Regions from separate parts of the Mus musculus genome. Here region 2 is linked to region 1. The links are chromatin contacts, called in public HiChIP or PLAC-seq maps. All regions are on one chromosome and are shown on one strand. Each heading gives the region's core, a stretch centred on a gene start, on an enhancer-like site or on the middle of the called end of the contact. The rest is flanking DNA. Distances are from core to core; before and after follow the strand shown. Region 1 has its middle 4.3 kb from the start of Gm30255. Region 2 overlaps 2310015A16Rik (a long non-coding RNA gene).

Region 1 (4,725 bases), core at 203-2,702:
GAGCTCAGGTTGGAATTCTGCCTCTGAAGACGCGAGCTTTTCTCTTGGTTCATGTGTCTCTAGCACGTATCTAAGAGCACCCTTGTCCTATGTTACCTATGTTTTCCTAGGCTTTTTATACGGGGGAAGTTACCACAGAGTTAGTTAAACCTGCTTGGCTCTCCTTCAAAAAAGTCCTCCTCTATGGTTGCTTTCTGGATCTTAGTCAGGTGACGGGAAAGTTGGGATGGCAAGTACTGGAGTCACACTGGGCAGTCAGGTAAGGAAGACCTTAGTTTTGGGGGACGGTACCCTCCCATGCCTCCTCAGGCCTGCTGTCAAAATCCAGCCCAGCATGGCCCTTTGTACCTACAGAGTCCAAGTGAGCTCCTAGCCTCCCAGGTAAACTATCAGGGAGCAATGGAGGCTGACTAGCACCTGTGACCTTTACTGTTGCTGGGGTACACTCTTGAGGCACACTGGGTCAGGTCAAGTGGATTGGGGCTGGGGCCACTCAGGCAAATAACTGAAATAGTGTGTCTAGTGCTTTACTGGAATATATATATATATATATATATATATATATATATATATACATACATATATATATACATATATATATATATAAAGCAAACCCGTTTCTAGTTGTGGTGTGGCTCAGCCCCAGGCACAAACCTTTAATCCAAGAGCTTTTTATTTGTTGTAGACAGATTAAATAAAGTTATCCGTAGGTCAAGAGGTGGAGCAAGCAACCAGTTGAGGGAGGGAACATGGGAAAGACCATAGAGAGTAAGAGGAAGTCAGGAGGATGGATAGAGAGACACACAGGAAGAAGAAGGGCAGGACATTGAATTTGAAGGTTTTGGTTTTTGTTGTTGTTTTTTTGTTGTTTTTTTGTTTTTTGTTTGTTTGTTTTTTGACGCCTAGTAGAGAGGGAGAACTTCCTTTTGAGACGTTGGCTAGGGAGGAAGGTCAGCTGTGTGAGCTAGCAGGCTTTCATCCCAACCTCTGGCCTCTGAGCCTTTATTGGTAAAATTGAACGTTTGCAATTTTGTTAAATACAGCCATCTCATTCGTTAGTTGCTTTTATTATCAAAGTGACTTAAGGAAGAAAGGGTTAGTTTAGTCTCATAACTTGAGGATGTAATCCATCATAGCAGGAAGGGGTGGTGAGGGGAGCCGGAGGGACCTGGTCAGACCTCATCCCCAGTCAGGAAGCAGAGAGAGAGGGATGTCTCCTTTATGTGTAGTCTGGGACCCCAGCCCACGGGAGGTACCACCCATGTTTAGGGTGTCATTCCATCTCAGTTAACCCAATATCAAAACACCCTCAAGGATATCCCCTGCGGTTTGGTTCCTGGTGATTCTAGATTGTGCCGAGTTGACAATCTATATTAGCGGTATCTAGCTAGCTCTGTCTCCTGAGTGCCTCTTCCATCTTCACTGGTGGGCTTGTGGGAGCAGGTGTTTCTGTTATTTCTCCTGTGGGCAAAGCCTTCTGGGGGGAAATCAAGTGTTCGCTGCATCTATTCTTATTGTTAGCAGGGGCAGGGACCTGCTGGCCACAGAGAAACCGTTAGACCTCATGACAGGCTGCAGACAAATTGGCACATAGCCCTACAATGTGTAAAGGGATAAAGGCTGTCTTGCTGTGTGGACTGGACTGTTTTAGGGAGTGTAGACCTGCTGGCTAAGAAAGCAAGTAGGGGCGGGGGCTGAAGGGAAAAAACTGCTGACCTGGCTTTCGAAGCTGCCCTGTTCTCTCTTCGACCAACAATGTGAGTTCCGTGGGTGGCTGGAGTTCCAAGCCCCATCCTTCAGTGTCTAGTTGTCATTTTTCTGGAAGGGGCAGCTTGTTGTTGAAGTTGTCACACGTCTGGGCTGCATCTCCATCAAACATGCAGTCCCTCCTGCTGTCTACGTGGACTCTTCTGCCTGGGGCCACTATTCATTTCCAGAGGGTTGCGCTCTTTAACTGCCTTGTTGCGGGAAAGAGTTGAGGAGAGAGTTTGGTTGCAAAGACTGGATTTCTAGTCCTCCTGGGTCGTGCGTCACCTCTCAGGATAGACATGGGTAAAGCTCGATACACTTGTGCTCTAGGTCACTGTGGTGTCTCTGAAGAGCTGCACAGGGTACATGGACAGCATCCTCCCGGGAAGACCAGGTACAGTGGGTAAGCCAGCAATATTCTTCCCTGACTAGGCAAGCGTGCAAGCCAGAGTCTTGTATTCAGTGCCCCAGCTAGAAACACTTGGGTCTCTTCAGGCTATTTTAGTTGGGTTTCCTACAGTCTGCCAGGATGCATGGTTTTATATTAGTAACACTCAGAGGGCCAGAACAAGGCATTCAGGGGCCATGAGTCAGTTCCTCACTCTTGCCTATTCAGTGACTTGTTGACTCTGTGTCACTGCGACTGACATTGTCATGGGTACCTTGGCTTCTTCTTATGGAAGATGGGACGGGAGTACCCTCAACTACTCGAGGGTTGTGGTGAGGACCAAAGTCCCAGAGCACAGAGCACGTCCATCTTCAGAGTGATAAGAACAAGGGACAAGCTGCTCAGGCAGGGTGGGGCCCCCAAGCACACAGTTTTGGAAACGGCCTTACTGGAGGTCAAGGATGTTAGGAGGGCGCTCTGGCTTCCGGTTCCCTGTCATTTCCTGAATGGGCACCTCTGCCTAGAGGCTTCGTAACTACATGTCTGAAACTAGGAGGAGGCACCTGAACACAGGGGCGAACACTCCACAGTTGGGTATTATCTTCTCTGTTAGGTAATGTGTTTTCAGAGCAGGGGAATGCGGTAGGCTGATGGCCCTTAGGCTCTGGCAAGCTGGCTTGAGCCAGCCCTGACAGGCAGGTGTGGAGAAGGCAAGATGGAATCAAGGTTCTCCAAGTGGGCAGGATGGAGATGGAGCTTTCCATCTGCCATGCTTCAGGATGTGGGAACCTGTGTCAAAAAGCTGTAGACTTACATAATGGAACAGAGTACAACATGGTCTTTTATAAAAAACTACATAAACTATGGTAAGTAAATACACTTAAAAATAAAAACATTTTTAAAATATTCTAAAATGTCCACATTACCTCTGCAAAAAAGACAAATGCCTGTGTCATGGTTTGTATATATATGCCTGACCCAGGTAGTGGCACTATTTGGAAGTGTGGCCTTGTTAGAGAGGGTATGACCTTGTTGGAGTGGGCATGGCCCTGTTGGAATAGGTTCATCACTGTGGGTGTGGGCTTTAAGACCCTCATCCTAGCAGCCTAGAAGCCAGTCTTCTCCTAGCAGCCTTCAAATGAAGATGTAGAGCTCTCAGCTCCTCCTGCACCATGCCTGCCTGGATGCTGCCATGCTCCCACCTTGATGATAATGGACTGAACCTCTGAACCTGTAAGCCAGCCCCAATTAAATGTTCTCCTTATAAAAGTTGCCTTGGTCATGGTGTCTGTTCACAGCAGTAAAATCCAAACTAAGACAGCCTGGAAGAGATATTATTGACTCTTTTACATGGCCAAAGACCTTAAAACATAACACAGGTGTATTCCCTTGTTATCCTTGTGTTTGCTTAAGCTAGCTGTAAACTTCATGTTTTGTTATTTTAATAATAAAAATAAAAGTGCTTTGTTTATACTACTCGAGGTCAGAGGTCCAGAGTGGCTTGGCTCCCCACTCAGGCCTGTGGAATACCCTTCGATGCTCAGAAACTTGGTTTTGCTGGCCATCGGGTGAGTAGACATCAGGACACTTGGGTGGGAGAGACAGGGCAGAAAGTGCTATCCCAAGAACCTGGCCAAGAACAGGGTTGAAATTGGGCTTTGGTGGAGAATAGGCCATCTCCTCTGTCAGAACCAATCAGCTATCAGCACGGGCCGGCATGGAGGTTATACGCATTTACAGGTACGTTGTCTGTGAGGGTGGCTTCATTCTTTATGTGTGAGTGATGCAGAGGGGTCAGCTCATTATGCTACTGAGGCACGTTATAGCTCACTGTTCTGAGGGGTGGGGTGGGACGGGGCAGGGCAGTCACATGTTAGGGTCACAGGGGAAGCAGCAAGATCAGAAAGCAGACCGGTGGAGGCAGAGCCAGAGCCTTTAGAGAGGCTTCAGAAAGCTGAGCAGAGTAACGGGTGAGTCACTCAGTGGTTGAGCTGGGGAAGCTTTAGGAATTGATTTTGGGAGGGGTAGCCCTGGATTAGAGTTAGTTAAAGGAGTGGGAGGGAGAGGAAACGGGTTGATTGTGTACAAAAGCTGCTCCCAGCCAGCCAGATGTTGGAAGGGTGGGTGAGGGGCTGCGATCTTTCTCTGATCATCAAGATGTTTAAGGGTTCAAAACATCATAAGATTTTTTAAAAAGTCATGATTAAGACAAGACTCTGCATAGCGTCTGGGGAAGACCTCCCTGCCTCCCCAGATCCTGGTGGCTCCTAGATCATTGTCATAGACTCTTGTCCTCCAGCCTTCTCTCTGAGTGGCTAGCTTCATAAGAATGCTCGATTGCTCTTGGGTGAGGGTCCGCCATAAACCCGGTGACTTCATCACAGGGTCTTAGTCATATCTGCAAGATAAGCCTGTGCCTAGGTACTGGGAGAGGACATGAATGTGTCTTTTGGGGGGTGGGGGTGGAGGTGGGGGTGGGGTTGGGTTGAGGGGGGTGGGTGGGGTGTAGGTGGGCGGGGCAGGTCCATCATTTACCAGGCAACACCTTCAAATGCAGCTGTTGGGTGGCTTTTGTGTCCTTGTGCTCT
Region 2 (4,569 bases), core at 560-3,059, 180 kb after region 1:
CCCAAAGACTCATGGGTAAAGGGACGGCTGACACAGCTGGAACACAGACAGCACACAATAGTTAGAGTAGTTCCTCTATCCCTGTGTCAGACCTGGGTTAGGGTTCAAGATTATGTACAGCAGATCCCTAGCCTTGGCCCCCAGGAAGGAAGGAAGGAAGGAAGGAAGGAAGGAAGGGAAGAAGGAAGGAAGGAAGGAAGGAAGGAAGGAAGGAAGGAAGAGAAGAAGGAAGGAAGGGAGGGAGGGAGGGAGGGAGGGAGGGAGGGAGGGAGAAAAGAAGGACAGAACAGGACCAGGTTACCCCATCAGAGCCTCAGAGACACTAAGTAGACACACTTCAGGTCTGTTGCCACGTGGAACAGGAGGGAAGCTGGGTCATTTCTCCAATTGTCTGTCAGAAGCTCCAAAGGAATTAACAAGAGGTCCTTAGAGAGCAGAGAGTCCACACTTACGTTCCCAACAGTGAATACCAAGCGACCTGTAGTGCCTGTCCCCAGTTAGGGGACAGAAGCTAGGGCTGGCTGCTCATACCCAAGGCCAGGGTCTAGCCACAAAAGCTCTAGAAACACGGCTGAGTGTCTTAGTCGGGGTTTCTAGTCCTGCACAAACATCATGACCAAGAAGCAAATTGGGGAGGAAATGGTTTATTCAGCTCACACTTCCACATTGCTGTTCATCACCAAAAGAAATCAGGCCTGGAACTCAAGCAGGTCAGGAAGCAGGAGCTGATGCAGAGGCCATGGAGAGATGTTACCTACTGGCTTGCTTCCCCTGGCTTTCACAGCCTGCTCTCTTATAGATACCAGCCCAGGGATGGTATCACCCACAAGGGGCCCTCCCCACATGATCACCAACGTAGAAAATGCCCCACAGCTGGATCTCATGGAGGCACTTCCCCAGCTGGAGCTCCTTTCTCTGTGATAATTCCAGCCTGTGTTGAGCTGACACACAAACCCAGCCAGTACACTGAGGCAGAGTGAGAGGACTAGGCCCAGCTTCCGTGGACTCCTCCCGGTGCGAGCCATTGCTGGTTACAGAGCCACCCCGGAAGAGCATAGAGCGTGCCTGTGGCTCACAGTCTTTGAACATGGATCTCTGAGCACCTGCAGGAGCCAGGCTCTGCAGGGCACAGCGGCTTAGACATCTAGACCTAGGCTTCCAAGTGACCCCCAGGAAAATCCTCTGCTTTTCCTACCCCCATGGCGTTCACAGGCTTGCCTCCATCGTAAGGTCAGGACGTCGGCAAGCACAGCCACAGGACTAGGCCAGCCAACTGTCTCTGTCCCAGGCGGCAGGCTCTGACGTGTTCCTCTGGGTTTGGAGTCAAGGCCTGCCGTGTTTGTTCCCTCTCACCAGGAAGTGAGGGCTTTCCTTCCTGAAGCTTGGGAGGCCACGTTCCTTTTCACTCCCCAAAGAGGAAGCCTTCTCTGTCCTCAGGCCAGATATGTGGAGGGCTGACTTCATGGCCTGAGACGAGTGCACAGGAAGCCGTCTTACCTAAGAAGCCCTGGAGGAAGCCTCCACAGGCCCCACAGGAAGCACAGCCACGTCACCTTCTCCAGCAGGGAGGCCAGTCTCTGCCCAGCTCCATCCCACCTGACCTGCCATCTGCCCAGCCTCCAACCCCTGAGACGTCTCCTTTCTGGCCTCCTCAGGCTCCTGAGCACATTTGTGAGTTTACAAAGATCAGAGGTCGCCGGAGATCAGAACCAGTGCACCCCACTGCCCCGCAGTACCCACTTACATAGTCTCTCAGTGTGATCCCTGGGGCCCCAACACATGGCCTTTGGTCCCAAGTTGGACAGAATCCTAACAGTGATGATCCTGGTGTCAAGGACACTAGGAGCTGGTGGCAGCAGAAGGACCAGGAGGAAGGGACACAGAGGCCAGAACACTAACTGGGAAGGCTACCAGGCATCCTGGGGACAGGCATCCTGTAGGGTGTCACTGGGCTCAGGATAGCAGCCACTGAGGCTACAATGATAACATCTAGACTTAAGGGAGGTGGAGGAACAGTGCGGGTATCCTTACCAGGGACTGTGCCCATGAACCCTGCTCATAGTCTTCTGGAAGGGGACTCCAAATAGCTTGCCATCATGTCCACAGTGGGGTCCATTCTAAAAAGAAGTTGGGGGAGGTGCAGGAGGGAACTGGCATGGGGGACACAGCACATGCTGTGGACAGGTGAGGGCCAAAGTTTTTGTCACCAGAACCCATGTAAAAGCTGGACGTGTGTGATGGCCACCTGTACGTCCCAGCACTGGGGAGGCAGAGACAGGGGGTGACCTAGAGCAAGACAGCTAGCTAGACCAGCTGACTGGCGAACTCTGGGAGAGTTCCTGTCTCACTGTATAGAGTGACTGAAGAAAACTCCATCCCCACACACCTGTGCCCATGTACTGGAACATATGTGCAATGATACATACACAAGTTCCCTCGAAGATCTTAGTGAGAATCTCACGGTTTACCTAAAAGGGTTGCCTTCAGTGGTCACACGGCACTGTGGTAGCATTGAATGGGACATTTGCCACCTGTATCTGGAGGGGTTCTTGATGTCTGCAGGCACTGAAGAGAGGTAAAGCAGCCACGGCTTTCCAGCCACCTGCGATGGGGCTATCCTCTGTTCAGGAATGCTCTAGAGTGTCCCTGCCGGGCTCTCTTGCCCTCATGCCCATAGACAGCCAGGCAAGCTTATCTGCATGGAGCCAAGGACCTGGGCTCGTTGTTGAAAACCATTTTTGCCGTAGCCCCTGCCTCCTGGTCTCGTCCTCCAGAAGATGGCATCTGTACGCCAAGGAGTATGGACAGTGTATACAGCAACCTCGTTCGTTACAGCCTCTCTCAGTACCTGTGATGTCGTTCAGCCCTTGGAGTCAAGAGACATGAACTCTGAGGCCAGATGCCACTCTAAAATAAACATGGATGCCATGGGAGCCTGGGAGACACAAAGGCATCCTCAGCTGCTGGGCCACGAATGTGACAATGTGGGGGTTTTCCCCTTGGCCTCTCATTTCTGGAAGAACTGGGAGAAGTAGACACTATTATACCAACTGGGAACCTCTGGTAAGGAGACCAGCCCTTCTGTCTGTGTCAAGGAGAGCATGGCTGGAGTGACCAGGTAAGGGCAGCTGTGACCAGGTAAGGAGCACAGCACAGGCTGGACACATGAGCCCTTGGGAGGAGGTGTGGTGTCACTTCAGGAACGAGCAGTCTGGAGGGGTCCCCTGGGTCCTCAGCTGCCCTCTCTGGATGCGAATGGACAGAAGTAAGGGGACTGGCACACAGAGAGTCCCAAGACTCACAATGAGCAGCACACAGTGGGCAGTCAAGATGGGTGAGCCTGGGGCTCAGGTTTCTTTATTTGTGATGATGGAAAATTGATTCTCTTTGGAAGTGTCATCAAATGCTACAGAGAAGCTCCCTTGTGTAGGCCAGGACTTATCTTGGGACCCAGAGGAGCCAGCTTGACTCCAGCCCCAAAGCACCCATGACAAAGTGAAGATCTCTGTTGAAGGTCCCCTACCAAACCAGAAGGAAGGTCACCTCCATAGTGCCACAAGCCTTCAACCAGCCCCTGTGGTGGCCATTTCCATTCACCCTACAGAGACTGTCCCATAGCCTTTACTTTCAGAGTAGAGCCTTCATCTCAGGAAGGATGCATAGAAACAAGGAAGGTTGACATCACCCAGGCCCAGACCAGAGATGCCATGAGGATCCAGGGGGATGCAGACAGGCCAGCATGGTGGGGACAGATGTGACACTTGTGCTGACAGGAGATGTAGCAGCTGAGGCAAGGTGGTTCTTCAAGTTCTCTTGCCTGAACTTCAAGGCTTCACAGACGAGTTGTTCGGGGATGGTAAACTGAGGGACGGAAGGAGTAGAGAGGAGGCTGGGGCCATAGGGCTCAAAGTGGCTGTTGTCCAATGACCTCTCCCTGCCCACACAGGCTTTGGCCCACAGGAGAACCTGCTTTGAGCAGAAGATGGTGTCTTCCTGTGTCCTCCCATGGTAAGGGGCTACGTGTGCCCTGATGTCTCTCCTACAAGAGCTCTAACCTCACGGGCGTGGGCTCCATCCTTATGACCTTGCCATACCCCATGCCCACCTCCGACCACCTTTAACTTGGGGTGAGGGCTTATTTCAAATACATGGATTTGGGGGGTACATGGGCATTCAGACCTGTAGCTCTGTGCCTACCGATCCCCACAGCAAACCCTGTGTCCCAGCCTGATTACTCACAGGGAGCTGGAAGGAAGCTCAGCTCACAGGTCCAGCTTAGCTCTTCAAATCCCGTGGGCCAGTCGGGAGCAGGCATTGTTCACTAAACGGCCAACAGCAACGAGTGTTAACCCCCGGTAAACCCCAATCCCGACATAACTCGGTGCCTGTCTGGCATTCGGTGCCCATTGCTAATCCATCTCTGCACCTGCCACAGGCATATGTAGAGCCCCATCTGGCCCCATCCTCTGGAGTGGCTACCCCTACTACCCACAGCCAGTCTCTTCCTGGGCATGCCCAGCAGACCTGGTCATGGGACTTAGAATTGGCAAGACCAACATGGCTTTTCAG

Evidence for each region. HiChIP or PLAC-seq counts read pairs in DNA pulled down with a chosen protein or histone mark.
Region 2: an H3K27ac HiChIP or PLAC-seq map of the HPC-7 cell line shows a contact between it and region 1, with 6 times the contacts expected there. The contact joins two enhancer-like sites. A contact is called at or near these places in 4 of 484 Hi-C or Micro-C datasets (the HL-1 cell line, the N1E-115 cell line, bone marrow-derived macrophages and 1 more) and 6 of 115 datasets of contacts at active chromatin or transcription factors (DN3 thymocytes, the HPC-7 cell line, embryonic stem cells and 1 more).

Annotation. Positions count from the first base shown.
Region 1 is chr17:31,720,244-31,724,968 of GRCm38.p6, forward strand. No RefSeq gene overlaps it. Among named protein-coding and RNA genes, the nearest start is that of Gm30255, 4.3 kb to the right of the region's middle. Within about 2 kb of position 1,453, at least 34 of the 459 cell types and tissues checked have an H3K27ac peak or open chromatin away from gene starts, as enhancers often do. A contact at or near this core is called in the HPC-7 cell line, where this site is marked.
Region 2 is chr17:31,904,557-31,909,125 of GRCm38.p6, forward strand. 2310015A16Rik (a long non-coding RNA gene) reads right to left here. Exons shown (of 3, transcript XR_876746.3): 2 at 4,240-4,321; 3 at 3,321-3,861. Among named protein-coding and RNA genes, the nearest start is that of 2310015A16Rik, 5.6 kb to the right of the region's middle. Within about 2 kb of position 1,810, at least 119 of the 459 cell types and tissues checked have an H3K27ac peak or open chromatin away from gene starts, as enhancers often do. A contact at or near this core is called in the HPC-7 cell line, where this site is marked.